Linked DNA regions of Rattus norvegicus: region 1 is linked to region 2. Evidence: chromatin contacts called from public Hi-C data. All regions are on one chromosome and are shown on one strand. The core of a region is the stretch at or near the end of the contact, and the rest is flanking DNA. Distances in the headings are between cores, read along the strand shown.

Region 1 (2,700 bases), core at 103-2,602, 340 kb after region 2:
TGTCAGTCCGTCTGTCAGTCCCCTGCGCCACCCCCTCCGGAAATGCTGGCTCACCGCGGATAGAGAAACTGTTTCTGCTCCCTTCCTCGCATGCTGAGGGCTGGGATCCAGCTCACCTGCAGGCTGTAGCTGGGTTTCCCAGGACTGCAAGAAAAGCAGCAACAGAGGCAGTGGCCAGCAAAAAGGGCCCTTCATGGTGCTTGGAAGGATGAAGAACCGAAGTGTCACAGCCTGCAGGCAGAAAGAAGTTGGTAACGTTTGGACTTCACTCTTATATCAGGGGATGTACACTTTGGTTTTGCATCTATTCAAAATGTCTTGCCACGAATTGGTAGCACAGTCAGGAGGCAGAGGCAGGCAGATCTCTGGGAGTTGAGGCCAGTCTGGTCTTCACAGTGAGTTCCAGGCCAGCCGGGGCTACATAGTGAGATCCTGTCTCAAAACAAGACAAAAAGACTCATGATAATTTTTTTGACATCACCACACTGGGATTGCTGAAATTCACAGGGAAGCCTTTGTAGAAAATGACATTTTGCAGAACTACAGGACACCAAGTAAATAAGAAGTAGACAAAATCACATAAAGCTCAAAAGGAGACAAATGCCTGTATTTAAAAAAATTAGGGGTTGGGGATTTAGCTCAGTGGTAGAGCGCTTGCCTAGGAAGCGCAAGGCCCTGGGTTCGGTCCCCAGCTCCGAAAAAAAAAAAGAACCAAAAAAAAAAAATTATATGGGGCTGGAGAGATGGCTCGGTGCTTAAGAGCACCGACTGCTCTTCCAGAGGTCCTGAGTTCAAATCCCAGCAAACACACGGTGGCTCACAACCATCTGTAAATAAGATCTGAGACCCTCTTCTGGTGTGTCTGAGGGGAGCTACAGTGTACTCATATAGAATAAATAAATAAATAAATTTTTAAAAAATTATATATAGTATATATTACAGATCATACACACCATATATACATGTGTGTATATATACATATACAAATACATATATATACATATATATAACATACATCCCCCCCCCCTTACAGCAGGAAAGTGGCTGTGGCTGAGATAGAGTCCTGTCTATCTGGTGTGTGAGTCAGCCAAGGTGCTTCACATGCTCTTCTTCTACAGACAGAGGTCATTCGCCATCTTCCCCACACCCTGGGCCACAGCTCTGCCACACCGAAAGCAACTCCTGGTGTCTGAGTTGTTAGTGGTGGGCCAGTAAATCCTACACAAGAAATGCCTGTTACTTGCCTGCTCTTAAAAAAGTGGCCGCCAGGGGGCGCATACTGGATCTGGCTTCTACGCCGTGGGAAGCCTACATCTGCCCAGCAGGTGTCCCTGCCCAGAGCAAACAGCGGCTGGGAGTCCCGGGACCTTGAAGATTAGGCTTGGACGCGATAAATCCAGAGCGAGGATCGGCTCGGGGCTTATTGGTGTGAACGGTATCGAAGACAGTGGCAGTAGACGTGCCCAGAGGGCAGCGAGAGAGCGGCCTGGGCCTCGACGGCGGCCATGAACCCCGGGGAGACAACAGGTGAGCCTTCTCTTTCCTGTGTAGCTTAACTAGGTCCTCTGAGAACCACGAAGGGAACACACACACACACACACACACACACACACACACACACACACAGTATGGATGGAAAATGAGGGGCCCAATAAGGCGGCTAGCTGGGCTCCAGGCACAGAATTAAACCCAGTAGTTACCCCCCACCTCCCACCCCATCTCTGTCTCTTCCCCCAGAGCAGCCTGGTTCCCTTGCACCTAAGAATCACTAAGCCTTTCTTCCGTTCCCTACCCCACACCCACATGGCACACTGAGCCTGCTCTATCCACTTTTCTGTGGTTTCTTGGCAGAGTAGGCTAGCGCCCCCTAACCCAGCGCTCCCCCTCCCCCCCCCCCAACTTCCTTGAATGAGCCCATTCTGAGCAAGGCCGATGAGTGGCTGACTCCAGACCGGCTTCCTATTCAGGATTCTTCTCCCTTCTGGCTTTCCAGGGAGGGTAGAGGAACAAAACTCCTTCTGGCAGGGTCTGTCGTAGTATGGTGACGAGCTAGCTAGATGTGCCAGCGGCTTGTTGGTGGAGGTAGACGGAAGGGCAAGCCTTTTGTAGAGTGAGGCATAGCGAAGGCAGCACCGCAGTGCAAGCATCTGAGTAAAGGTCCACCGGGCCTTTGGATTCAGGGTTGGCTCTTGACTAAGGGCTCCCTTATCCTGCTCTTGGCTTAAATCAACACGAACTTGATGTCACCTCGCTTGCACCCCAGGTCTCTTAAAAAGTCAAAACAGCTGCGGTCTGGACTTCAGCTTTCCAAACCCGCTGATCCACGGGGGAAAGTCGGTCGAGGGAGGGCAAAGAGAGTCATCGTTCAAAGGCTTGCTTTGAAGTGGTAGCCCATTAGAGTGAACCCAGATCTCCAGATAAGGATCCTTGAATTTAAGAGAAAGTTTCTCAGATGCCCCGAGGATAGGGAAAGTGCACTCCAAAGAGGTCTATGAGTTCAAGAGCTAACCCGGAATGGACACTTTGGGAAGGTGCCAGACGTGGAGGGAGGAGATTAGGCAAGGAGAACCTGCGTTTTGTTGGCCTCGCTGGAGAGGATTGGAAAAGGTACTGCAGGTTAGACCTGGACACGTAGGCTGTTAAGAACTGTCCCCCCTATGGGTTTTACACTGGCTTCCCTGCAGACCCCTCGGTGCCCCC
Region 2 (2,700 bases), core at 4-2,503:
GTAGGCTTTAAAAGTGATATTTCTATAAACCGATCACACTTTTGAAGAGAATATTCCTTTTAGAAGAACTTGTACATTCTCATTTTGCACAAAATTCCACAAAAAGCTTTAAATTTAAATCCAGTTTGGTTCATGACTCTTCAAAAGCAAAACTCCACCCTGTAATACTTTAGTTTACGATAATTTACCAGCTCAGAGTAGATGCACAAGACAGAGCCTGTGTTTTCATTGAGTTAATGATGAGAGAAACAAACATAAATAAAATCAGTTAGGCTACAACAGTGGCTAATTTGTTTTTTTTTTTTTTTTTTTTTTTTTTTTTTTTTTTTTTTGGTTCTTTTTTTTTTTTTCCGGAGCTGGGGACCGAACCCAGGGCCTTGCGCTTCCTAGGTAAGCGCTCTACCACTGAGCTACCCCAGCCCCAACAGTGGCTAATTTGTAAAACATGGTAAAGAGAAATCATGGAGGAGGCCTTGTATAGACAGAGCATTCCGTAAGACAGGAGGAACAACATGCCGTCAGGTCAGGAGGCTCTTCACAGACTGAGCTGTACACAGACACAGCTGGGCATAAAGGAAGGAACGAAGTCAGTGTCTGGAGCTGAGTGACAGACAAATGCAGACACTCTGGAAATCACAGAAAATGTGATTAAAAGTACCTGTGTTCTAAGAGTATATAAAAGATAAATCTCAATACAGTGTTACCAAAAAGCTCAAACTAGAGAAATAGAGAAGAACAGACCATGAGAACACTCACTGAGGTAGAAGTGGGGTGTGTAGTGTGCCCCTGGAGGCCTTGCTGCTTGGAAGGCTAGGGTGAGGGCTCCAGCCAGGCCAGTGTAGTAAGACTGCATCTCAAAACAACAGAATTGAAGACTGCATTCTATGGAAGAAACCTGCCTTATATTACTATGGGGTATGGGTGGGCTGGAGAGGATGAGAGTCTGAATCTATGTGAAGCCTATACATCTGTTGATGGGTGAATGGATAAATGTCACATCCAGTTACAGTATAGACTAGACATAGGAAGAACGCAGTGGACACTGAAAGCATAGCAATAGTATAAATATCGCTTTCTCAAGCATGGACCGTTCAGGAGCTAGAGACAGCTCAGTCAGCAAAGTTCTTGAGGATCTAAGTCCAATGTCCAGAACCACATTTAAAAAAAAAAAAAAAAAAAAGAGACCCAGGGGTGGTGATGTGTGCTTATCACCTGGTCTTGGGGAGGCAGACACAGAGAGTAGATCCCTGGGCTTACTGACCAGCCAGCCTAGCTTATATAACACTGTAGCCAACGGATGACTGCCTCAGAGAGAGAGAGAGAGAGAGAGAGAGGGGGGGGGGAGGAGAGGAGAGAGAGAGTGTGTGTAGCGGTGGCGGGAAAATCTCTGTCCTTATGAAGAGAACAAATTGGTCACTAGGAGGAGGGAAGCCTGGCTTGCGTGGACTTTGGAGTGGGATAAGTACTTATGACTAGGGACTGAGGGAGCATGGAGGCTGGGATGGGCTTTGATATGCAACCAGACCTCTAGGTCCCTCCATCCAGGGGTAAGGGAAGTGGTTCTTGGGGCAGATGGCAACAGAGTTCCCTAGTTCCTGAGGGATGCTGGCTTTTATCTAAACACCAGAACCCCCTATAGTCCAGACTGTGCTGAGCCTGATTCAACTTTGGACCTCGTTGGTGGGCCTGCTCTTTTTGTGGGGACATGGGGTACCCTTTAGACCTGACAGGAATATATAGAATACAACAACAAAAAGTGGTACTCTGGAAGATGTATAATTTTAGGTTCCCAGAAAGACCATAGCTAAAGCATTAAACAGGATAAATATAAGAGCAGAATTCAAAGAAATAGGAACGATATTGATCCATAAGACCAAGTCAGTGTCTGGGGGGACGTGGCTTTGATTGAGTTTTAAAGGGTTATATAATGGCCCATCCTAACCATCTTTACTGTGTGACCTCTCTCTGGGCTTTTCTCATAGAATGTGCTGATAACGCTTTTGTAAAGCATGCTGTAGGGGCTGAGGGGTGTGGCTTAGTGTCAGAGTCTAGGCATAGCCTCAGCCTGTCTAGCTAGCATGAAGCTCTCCGGCTTTGGTCCCCACCACTACATAACAAAACAAAGCAAAAATCAGAGGAAAAGCCCATTCTATAAGAAACACCATAATGACCCTTGGGAAATCGTGGCAGATGGAGGCCCAGTGTGAGGCTAGCCTGGTCTACGTGGCAAGCCCCTCTTAGAAAAGCAGGAAACATGGTGGGCTGGTAGGTCAGAAGAGAGTGGGAACCTCAGCCAGAACCTGGGGAATGTGCCCGGAGGTCTTGCTTGAAAAAATTTTCTTTTTCTTTTTTGGTTCTTTGTTTCGGAGCTGGGGACCGAACCCAGGGCCTTGCGCTTCCTAGGTAAGCGCTCTACCACTGAGCTAAATCCCCAGCCCCAAAAATTTTCTTTTTCAAATTAAAAGTTTTTATTTTAAGTGTATGGGTGTTTTGACTACATGTATGTCTAAGTACCACATGTGTTCAGTGCCTGAAGAGGTCAGAAGAGGGTGTCAGGTCCTGCAGGACTGTGAGCTGCCATGTGTGTCCTGGGAACTGAACCTGGGTCCTCTGGAAGAACACCCAGTACTCTTAACCACTGAGCCATCTCGCCAGACCCTTCTTAGTTTATTGAAACAAGTTCTGGCTTGATGAATAGCT

The links. Hi-C and Micro-C count contacts between places; a contact is called where the count stands out from the background.
Region 1: a Hi-C map of kidney shows a contact between it and region 2, with 3 times the contacts expected there. The contact joins the promoter of Rbpjl here to the enhancer-like site in region 2. A contact is called at or near these places in 8 of 12 Hi-C or Micro-C datasets (the A7r5 cell line, the Rat2 cell line, Schwann cells and 5 more) and 1 of 1 datasets of contacts at active chromatin or transcription factors (oligodendrocytes).

The regions. Positions count from the first base shown.
Region 1 is chr3:173,552,146-173,554,845 of GRCr8, forward strand. Rbpjl (recombination signal binding protein for immunoglobulin kappa J region-like) reads left to right here and starts at 1,353. Exons shown (of 12, transcript NM_001108604.1): 1 at 1,353-1,527; 2 at 2,685-2,700. The coding sequence starts at 1,506. Matn4 (matrilin 4) reads right to left here. Exons shown (of 11, transcript NM_001106539.1): 2 at 117-231. The coding sequence starts at 195.
Region 2 is chr3:173,216,363-173,219,062 of GRCr8, forward strand. The region is part of intron 10 of Stk4 (serine/threonine kinase 4); the gene reads left to right. Among named protein-coding and RNA genes, the nearest start is that of Kcns1, 45 kb to the right of the region's middle. Within about 2 kb of position 1,254, at least 1 of the 93 cell types and tissues checked has an H3K27ac peak or open chromatin away from gene starts, as enhancers often do. A contact at or near this core is called in kidney, where this site is marked.